2 separate regions of the Hordeum vulgare genome follow, and region 1 is linked to region 2. Evidence: chromatin contacts called from public Hi-C data. All regions are on one chromosome and are shown on one strand. Each heading gives the region's core, a stretch centred on a gene start, on an enhancer-like site or on the middle of the called end of the contact. The rest is flanking DNA. Distances are from core to core; before and after follow the strand shown. Region 1 holds the start of LOC123445685 (pumilio homolog 1-like). Region 2 has its middle 35 kb from the start of LOC123441160.

Evidence for each region. A called contact is a pair of places that touch in the nucleus more often than the background predicts.
Region 1: a contact with region 2 is called in a Hi-C map of seedling, with 2.7 times the contacts expected there. The contact joins the promoter of LOC123445685 here to the enhancer-like site in region 2. A contact is called at or near these places in 2 of 6 Hi-C or Micro-C datasets (leaf and seedling).

What each region holds. Positions count from the first base shown.
Region 1 is chr3H:614,724,056-614,729,486 of MorexV3_pseudomolecules_assembly, forward strand. LOC123445685 (pumilio homolog 1-like) reads right to left here and starts at 2,299. Exons shown (of 9, transcript XM_045122710.1): 1 at 1,607-2,299; 2 at 1-221. The coding sequence starts at 2,038.
Region 2 is chr3H:614,622,986-614,627,895 of MorexV3_pseudomolecules_assembly, forward strand. No RefSeq gene overlaps it. Among protein-coding and RNA genes, the nearest start is that of LOC123441160, 35 kb to the left of the region's middle. Within about 2 kb of position 2,021, at least 3 of the 3 cell types and tissues checked have open chromatin away from gene starts, as enhancers often do. A contact at or near this core is called in leaf and seedling, where this site is marked.

The DNA of each region.
Region 1 (5,431 bases), core at 1,049-3,548, 100 kb after region 2:
GATGCACTTCTTGAAAGTGATGACCCTATAACTGATGCATATGTATGTGTCGACTCATTGTTTTGATTGCCTGGCAGGTGAGGTGCTTTGCTATCATATTGTAGGCCACCAATAGCTCCAGACTCATGATGAAGACCATAACGATTTCTAGAAGAACCTGACAAGTCAGTACTATTGCGGTTGGCACCCTGCCTGTTTGTATCGTGTTGATACGAGTCATCCTGCAAAACAAGTTACCTTGAGAAAAATGACAACTGAAGGAAAGACGGATTGAGCTATACACAAAGATTATGCACCCACATGCCTGCATAAGAAACCTGACCTAAATGTTCAATTTAAGATAATAGTATTGTGTAAATGCAATGCCATATGCTCATGACCAAGCAAGTATTACAATGACCTTCATATCAAATCCATTCGATATGTATGAACCCACGAAGGTAAGGCATTTATCATACCACATTAATCTAGTGCACCAGAGCACAGATTTATACTTTCAGATACATCACACATGGGTAGCAATGGAAAGAGAAGAAAATCCCAAGTATTCAAATATAAGAGCAGAAAACTTTTGTACAATATTATGCAGCCTCAGTGGAAGCAGACTAAAATTACTCCTACTAAGATTTTTAGTCAATCTAACTGAACACATGCAACATAAGTTCGGTAACTTTCTATTCAACCAGTTCGCACGTATTAAGATTTAAGACCAACATACAAGTAGGGGTGCAAGGCAGCGGCCCGCCAAGACCCGCCAATGTGCTAAGCTAGCACAAATTGAACTAGAGTACTTTAACCAAGCTAGAACTAAAATTTTCCTTGTATACGAAGCGGGACGGATTCGGGCGCCGCTCTGCACCCCTACATACAAGGAAAGGAAGCAGCCACCATTTCATCTATGTAACAACATCCAACGAGATGAAAGCCGGAACATAATGCTTTTGGCTTTAAATAGTCCATTGGTCAACAACTTGCGCAGCTGGAAAACCAATCTTTTAGGGTGACCATACCAGAAATATATTTTTTAACAGGCCCAAAACTTAACAAACATAATTAAGAGTGAGAGCTTGAACCTTCTCTTAACTTCATCCGCTAAACAATACACATGCATACAAAAAAAATCTACAGCTAGTATCATAATCAATAACACCCGAATGAGTCGATTCAGAAACAAACAGAGAAACTGGCATAGTGGCTTATATCACCGTCAGTAACACTGAAACAATTCGATTCAGAAACAAAAGGAGCAGCTGGCATATATCACTATCAGTAACACCCAATCAATTCGATTCAGAAACAAAAGGAACACCGGCAGAAGCATACTATAACTTAATACCAGCTCAAACAGTGACCATAACTCAGATGAACATGAACTCTGGCCACTTGGACTGGATGTTAAGAGGCAACAAAACCAATCGAACAAACTGAATATTTAACCACACGCCGCAACCTCTCTAACAGTTAGCAAGATTCAGTAGACCAGAACATTAGCATTACAGAGTTGACATAATCCAATCTCCAATGGCAAGTATATCCAGAACACAGTGAAATGAGCTTAATGATAAGAAATGAGTCGAGACAGGGAGATGTTGTTGAGAAGAATCACCTGAAAGAGACCGGAGAAGCTGCTCTGCCTGCCAATCTCGAGCCCAGGCATCCCAATGAGCCCGTCTCCGGGCCGCCCCGTCCCAGCGCCGGCGCCGCCGGTCGGCCTCCTCCCGTCGCCGATCCCGCCGAGACCGGAGCCGGTGCCGGGGACGGGGCGGAGGCGCTGCGCCGACCGCCAGTCCTCCCGGGACAGCAGCGGCGGCGGGAGGCGCGGGTTGACGCTGCCGCTGGAGTAGTAGTAGGAGTGGTAGGCGGGGTCGGCCCGGAGGTCGTCGTCGAGGAAGACGTCGGCGCCGTGGAGCGCGCCCGCGGAGCCCTCGACGGTGGGCGGGGCGGAGCCGCTGCGGAAGAGCTCCATCTCCTCCTCCATCCCCCGCTCCCCCTCCGGCCGCCGCCAGGGCTCCCCCCGCGTCGCCATCTCCGTCACCATCCCTCCCCCACGCCCAGAGCCGGCGGCGGCGGCGCCGCAGGAAGCTGGTACCACGCCGAGCGCCCCCAAGAAGAAAAAAAGAAGTGAACTTGATAGGATTCAGCAGGGCTAGAAACCAGATTCCGCCATGGATGGGGCGGCCATTGCTGCGCTCGAGGAGGGTCTGAGGGAGGGGGGTGGGGGGAAAGGAGGAGAGCGGAGCGGAGCAGAGCAAAGCTGTCTTTTTTTTAAACAGCGAGTGAGCTGAGGAGTGTGGAGAAGTCGCTGTCCGGGTGTGCGGCTGCGGCCGGGTTAAGTACGACGGCCGGCGAGCTGGGCGCCGTCGGATGGGGGGCGCGGACGGGCGGGATCTCGCCGGGGTGGGGGTTTGGGGGCCTAGGGTTTTGCGGCCCGCGCACATGGTGGCTCGAGCTTTGCCTTTGCTTTGCTTGGGTGGGGTTTGCTTCCCTGGTTTCCAGTTTTCTTATTGGGTTTCTTGTTTCAGGCCCTTTTTGAGGTTGACCGCCCCTTTTGTATTCTGTGAAATGTATACAAGAATTTGTATATTTTCTTTTACTTTGCAGTTAAGATATTTGTATTGTATAAGGCGGCTGACACAAATCAATCGAATGATGTTCTAGAAAAAATCTTTGCGGTTAAGGTATTAGTATAAGACGGGTACTATGAATCAACGAAATGATCTCCTAAAGTAATCATCCGCTTAGTGGCCCGTCCGATCCGCGGGATGGTGGTCCTTCGGTCGCGGCCACGCAGCATCGCACACATGACAACTTCAATGCGGCACTCATGATACATCGACAAAACTTCATTGCAGGTCTCATGGCATGTCGCGTCGCGTGACACAAGCTACAAGACAGCGTCGACGATGTCCGGGAAAGCTCCAATGCAGCGTCGACTATGCTTCCTGCGGGCCGACGCTGCTCCATCGCGACACCGGCGGTGCTCCAAACATCTTGAAAGCAACATCACTAGAGTTGTAACGATCCCACCGACCATTTGTCGTGGTCATCGTCGCAACGTCAGCACGCTCCATTGAAGCTCCAGGAGGGACACGTGTGATGCTCAATCACAGCTCCGATGGCCATTCTTAGATGCTTCCATTGAATGCTATCCTCGCAACCCTAGTGGGGGATGGGAAGGTGGTGGTCCACGTCGAATATTCTCTCGATTTGTGGAAGTAGGGGATTTGTGGCACTGTCCTCCTCCTGGTTCTCAACATCGTGTGCGAGGTGGTCGCACACCATCATGGGAGCATCTCTCCTCGGACAAATAAAGAATGGGAGGGGAACGGGCGAGTGGGGAAGGACGTGTGAAGGAGAGAGGGGTCGAAGAGATAAGGTCGGCTGGGGGAAGCGGAGGATGCGCCTAGAGGGCATCTATTGAGCAGTGCGCATGTTTTATGTTTCCCAATTATCATTTGAGGGATTTGAAATGTTTCCTTTATATAGACTATAGGAGATATGCCATAGAGGCAACTATAATAGTTGTCATTTATCTCAATGTTCATAATTGTGCGTTATATTTTGTGCAATAATAAATGGAAAACTTATGTGCACGTTTGAAATAATAAACGGTTAAAAATTCTCTAAGCTCCGGTTTGTTTTAGGCTTTTGCTTCTGCTTTTGCAGCTTTTCCACTTTAGCTAAAAAGCCACAAAAGCTCCTAAATAGGGGCGTCTTGCTTCGGCTTTTGGCGTATACCATCATATCACAATATGGATTCATAAGCCAAAAGCCAAAGCAAAAAGACCCCATTTAGATGTTTTTGTGGCTTTTTTGTTAAGGTGGAGAAGCTGCAAAAGCAGAAGTAAAAGCCCAAACAAACAAGGCCTAAGACTAGCTCAAGTGTTGCATGATAGTTATGTTTTTTATCATGGGTTTAACTATGCTGGAAACTTCGAGGACATAGTGTTAGGAGAATATTTGTGTTGAACCAAACCAATTGTTGTCATTACTATGAGATCCATTCGTCATAAGTCAATGGTCTATAACACATACAAAGTTAAATGTTTGCATAACCCCTTTAACCATGAGAGTACCAGGTTCTTTCATACTTGCTTTGTGGCTTTGGGGTTTGTTAAATATCATTTATAACGGGGTGGCTATTACGACACCTCACGGGTTTACGAAAAAGTATGACAAGGAACTAGATAGCTCAAGATTGAGATTTGTTCCTTCGACTATGGAGTGATATTCTTAGGGCTCTCTCATTGTGATGGTATCCATCATCGTGTGGCCAGACACAATGTGATTTGATCACAGGGATGTCCGAACACATGAACGAGAACATAGAACAAAACCGGTAACGAGAAACTGTCATAGTGAACAAGTTATTGATTACCGCGGATGCCAATAAATCTCACCTCGGATTTTTGTAACATGTCACGAAGCAACAAAAATAGCACATGGAAACTAAAGATTCACTCGAATATCCATTCGTGTGGGCATATGGGTCAATATGGATTTCCATGGTTCCACTATTGATGAATGATTGAAAAGAGTTTCGGTCATGTCTATATTACATTGAATCTACAAGATCACACACTTTAGGTTCTTCTATATACTGACTATAAGGAAATGAATCTAACAGAAAATCATTGGAAAAGTATCCAAGACACTAAAAATTCTTCGGAGAGAAAACCAAAAGAGTCTTGCAGAAATCAAAAATTGTTTTGGAGTAAGCCATCAAGTCAGAAAAGTTTTGGAATGCGTCCGGAATTTTCAAAGGGGTGTTGAAAAAGGCATGAGACCTCGTGCAATTTTCTGGAGGGGGCGCTAACGGAAAAACACAAATTTTGTGAGGGTGGTTTCGGGTGGCACCCTCTTATGGGGGCATCCCCTTTTGGTGGAAGCTTGTTAAGGGTCCATGGTGAGGTACATTCCCCACAAATGGTGGAGATGAGTTCACACTACAAGAATCGTGTTAATAGATGATTGTTTCAATTCGTCACATATTAGTTCAAAACCGTCATGGAGAACCTTCCATGACGGATTTTGGTTATGTATATTGCCTCATAATTTAATCACCATTGACTCCATGATGGATCTTTCAAAACCATCATGGATCCATGACGGCTCTTGACCGTCATAGAAGGCACTTAACTAGCGTTCTAACAACGACGTTAATGCACATGCCACATCATCGTGTGACAATGATTTGACGTGGCAGCATGTGTAGTGATCAGCCCAATTCGAGTTTTGGCCCACTAAAATTTAGCTTGGTCCAACACTAACAACCCATGCTCAACCCAATTAAATTTTTGCCCAATAAAATTTAGCCCGACCCAACACTGACAACCCCTGTTCAGCTGAATTAGAATTTTGGTCCAAAATATTTTAGATAACTCATTCCAAAATATAAGCACGTATCTTTTCTTTTGGTAAATGGATATTT
Region 2 (4,910 bases), core at 771-3,270:
TAGGTACATATTCATAATACATACACATAAATTTCCACTAATATTTATGCTCTTATGTAGCGTATACAAAAAAAAGATACACAGATTAAAATGGGCCTTATTTTTGTTGTATTTCGACCAGATTTTTATCTTTTTTATGTAGCACACAAACAGCAGAATTACCTGATGAATTGTTTTACATATTTAACTACCATGTATATGTATTTGTATAAATTTTTTTGTTATTTTTTAAAGCTTTTAAATATATTAATTCTTTTTGATATACCGGGCTCACTGGAGCTCGGTCTCTGCAATGCCATTCTCCTAGTGAGCGAGGGAGTGGAAACCTTGTATGTGAAGTGCTGTCAGGCTTCATACAAAGCAGGAAGAAGATCAATTTTACATGGCCTGGCCCATTTAGCGGGGTTGCAGCGTCCGGTTTAGAAAACCTTTTAGAGTTTCAGCCCTTTTTTCTGGTTTCTAGAGGTTCCCAGGCGGTTTTTTCTGGTTTCTTTTTTTTTCTGTTACAAAAAATCTTCTGGGTTAAAAAAAAGGATTTTCAAAATATGTTCTTGATTTTTAAAAAAATGTTCTGTATTTTCCAAAATTTGTTCTTAAGATTCAAATTTGTTCTCGTTTCAAAATTTATTCTTAAAATTTAAAACAATTCTGTGCTTTAAAAAATTGTTTGCGCTTCCAAATATGATCGTTTTTTTTTTCAAAAATTGTTCTCGGTTTCAATAATTTATTCTCAAGACTAATAAATGTTTGTGCTTTAAAAAATTGCTTGCTCTTCCAAATTTGTTCTCAACATTCAAACAATTTTTATGTTAAAAAAATGTCCGCGCTTTCAAATTTGTTCGACGTTTTATGAAATTGTTCTACGTTTAAAAATTTGTTCTCAAGATTCAAAATGTGAGTGCTGGAAAAAATTTTTTGTGCTTTCAAATTTGTTCAGTAATTTTCAAAAAATTTCTTGGTTTAGAATTTGTTAACAAGATTCAATAAATGTTCATGTTTTAAAGAATTTTTCGCGCTTCTAAATTTGTTCAGGAAGTTTCAAAATTGTTCTCGGTTTAAAATTTGTTCTCAAGATTCAAAAATTGTTCATGTTTTAAGGCGTTTCCAAAAATTTGCGGGGTTTTTTAAAATTGGTCTCTGTTGCAAAAATTTATTCTCAAGATTCAAAAAATGTGCGTACTTTAAAAAAATGTTCGCGCTTCCAAATTTGTTCAGTAGTTTTCATAATTGTTCTCGATTTCAAAAATTTGTTATCAAGATTCGAAAAATGTTCGTGCTTTAAAAAATTCTTTGCGCTTCCAAATTTGTTCACGAGTTTTCAAAATTGTTCTCAGTTTCGAAATAGTGAGATCTGAAATCTGTTCACGATATTTCAAATATTCTAACAGCCCATAATAGTAATTTCCATGACAATGTGAGGTGGTAATCTTGAAGAGTGAGCCAAATTTCATCATAAACCGGTTGCTGGTAAGCACATCCTGCACAATTAACAAACCATTTTTGGGATCTGAAATGTAGACAGCGAACGAACCGGGATCTGAAATCTACGCCCTAATCTAATCAGGCATTCCCGCCTCAGCAGGTTGTTACGCCTATCCTTTCCCGGACAAGAAGAAGGCTCATCTGGCGTGCTGCGTGCTGAATCGACGCCGCAGCTGCTAAACTTTTGTACAGAATATGTGCTGCTGTTGCTGTTGCTGTAAATTCTGGAATTCAGACTTGACTGTGATCTCTTTCCTACTCCTATTTCAGCTTCCGGCTCCTATCTCTGACTGAATTCAGACTTGACTGTAACCTGGGCACATATTTCAGCTTCCGGCTTGCTTCGTGCTGAAGCGAGGAGGAGGAGGACGACTACAAAATGTCCTACTCCTAACCTAGGCATTCAGCGTTGTGCACACGAAGCAAACGCGTACTAGCTGGTTTGGAATCCTGGATAAAGATTGGAAGGGACAGTATCGAAAAATATATGGGCCTGCATGCAAGTGGGGCGACGGAGACCGGGACCAGTGCTACTGATGAGAGTACGACGGAGACCGCTCTAGCTGTAGCCGACGAGAGGAGGAGGAAAGGCCACCAATGTAGTTTTATCTCCGCCCTGATTTATATTCTGTGTACAGTTTTACTTGTAGATTTAACAAATAAAATGTTAATGTACGTATCATATTTGAATTTAAGCTCAAATTTAAATTTTGTTATAAGATAGAATTTGAGTTTTTAAAATATGACCAAACAAGTTCATATAAAAATATGGGGATAAGTACATACCAGTGCGCACCAAGTTACAAATATTACTACATGACACAAATTATCAAACAGTTTTCAGTTCTACCACGCCGTGTGCCCTTCTTCACCTTGGCACTTCTTCAATGTGCACCTCGACATGAGTTTCTTCGGTCTGAAACTTGACTGCAGCAGAATTGTCTTTAGTCTGCACCTTGACACGCTCAGGTTTAGTTTGCAAAAACATCTAAAAGAGGTTCTGTTTCGACATGCACATTTCTTTTCTTTTTGCAGCCATTAACTCTTACTTTTTTTGTTGGCCAACACTCTTCAACAACAAGGGGTTGACTTGCAAGCTTCCTCCTGGCCATTGGAAAAAAACATGTCATGGATATAATTGGAAAAAAAGGACCAAATCAAAACACACACAAATAAACAAGAACATAGTTTGGCTTTTCAGGAGTGTAACGACATTTGACAAATCCCACTCTGTGCCCTAGTTCCTCGCACAATTAGCATCTGTTTTTGTTACCTTTTTGGGCCCTATTTTTTCTTTCCATCTTTCTTTCCCTTCGTACTACTCCCACCTTTCTCAGTCCATGCCCTGAATCTACTCTATTTAGGCCTTCCATCCTTTCTTTTCGTCAAGGGAGGACACATGGAAAATTCTATCTTCACTTCATGCCACTGAGACTGATTTGTAAGTGCTGGAATTGGAGTAGCATATGCAGCTTTGAATTTTTCTACCGAATAATATTCATGTAAATATGGCTGCATGTTTATCTTCGGTGGGAAGGCTAAGAAGAAAATGACATGCTCATATGGTTTACCAGTGTGTTACCACTCGAGGCAAGTGCAAGCATGCAATTCGGTATAAACAACATGCCTCCTTTCAGTTTTGTTATCTCTAACATCAGCATCCCAAAGTGATAATTTTTCAACAAACAAATGTGAAGGACTTCTGCTCATGTTGACCACCTGTTGTATCACTGCTAGAAGCTTATCACCTTGCAGACAATCACCTATCCTTCTTCTCAATTACCACAACCGCATGAGCATGATCCTGATTTAACCAAGTTATCCTTCGTAAGTATCACACCTTTGTGAACAAACCACATGAAAATCTTGATCTTGAGTGGTACTTTAATTTTCCAAATGTGTGGAGAAGTAGGTATTATCCGACATTGATAAGGTCCAGATACATTGATTTCACTGAAAACCTACCACTTGTAGTTAATCTCCAATGAATTGTGTCTCGTTGGTCCGACAAGTAAACTTCCATCAATGACGGACAAGATGGAGCCACGCATTCCAACGTTCGCCCACTAGAGATCTCCTAAATTGAATATTAAGAGGAACCATTTGCATAATTGTAACAACATAAGCATCCTTACATTGTACAATATTATATAAAGTCGGATATTGTGTGTCTAGAGACGTCTCTCATAACCACGTATCTTCTCAAAACCTGGTTTGGTTACCATTCCCAATGTAAAGCTTCACCTTTTGAAAAAAAGCTTCTTTGTTCTCATTAAGCCTTTCCAGAATGGTGAATCTGAAGGTTTCATTGTAACTTGAGTCAAGGTTTTAGATTGTAGGTACTTATTGCGTAGAATTTGTGCCCATGTACCTTCTATCTCCACTGAAAATCTATATCGCCATTTCTCAATAGACATTTATTTTTAATATGTAAATTCTCGATCCCTAACCCACCTTGCTATTTCAGTCAGAATATCATCTCCCATTTAGCCAACCTGTATTTCGTTTTACTATCATCACTTTGCCAAAAAAAAAAACTGGATCAATAGAATTCTAGTCTTTTCCGTACCCCCACTGGTATTTCAAAGAGTGATAATAAAAACATAGGCAAACTTGTTAATACTAAATTTATTAACACTACCCGCCCTCCATAAGACATAAGCCTACCCTTCTAGCAAGTTAATCATTTTTCAAACCGATCCTCTATACTCTTCCATTCCTTATTAATGAGTTTCCGATGATGAATAGGGATACCCAAGTAATTAAACTGGAGAGAACACGTCTCACAGCCGAATAATCGCTTGTAAGTATCTTGTTCTTCCTTGGCACGTCCAAAGCAGAACAATTCACTCTTTTTAAAATTAATTTTGAGCCCTCATAACTGTTCAAAGAGACAAAGTATCAGCTTCACATTTCTAGCTTTGTCAAGATCATGTTTCGTGAAAAGAACCGTATCGTCCGCATATTGCAGGATGGACACCCCCATCCACAAGATGTGGAACTAGCCCTCCTACTAGATCGCTCTCTTTAGCACAACCTATGAGAACCGCAAGCATATCAGCTACAATGTTGAATAAGGTCGGGGACATCGAATCCCCGTGTCTTAATCCTTTTTGGATTTGAAAATAATGACCCACATATGTATCATCGCCTTCAGTTGTTTTCAGCACAAAACAGAACCCTATGCAACATTGCTTTGAAACCGATTCCGACATCTTGCAGCACTTGCCGACAACATCTCGCAACACCTGCTTTGCAGTTGATGCATCGTTACTTGATAGCCGATTCCGGCAACTCCGCTCGGTAGCAACACTCGCATGTGGATGGAGGAGGGAGAGACAGGTGTGAGACAATAGATGGGCTCGAGAGATATGGAAAGTAAGAGCATTGATAGAGGAAGATGATTAGAGAAAACGCAGGGGGGGGGG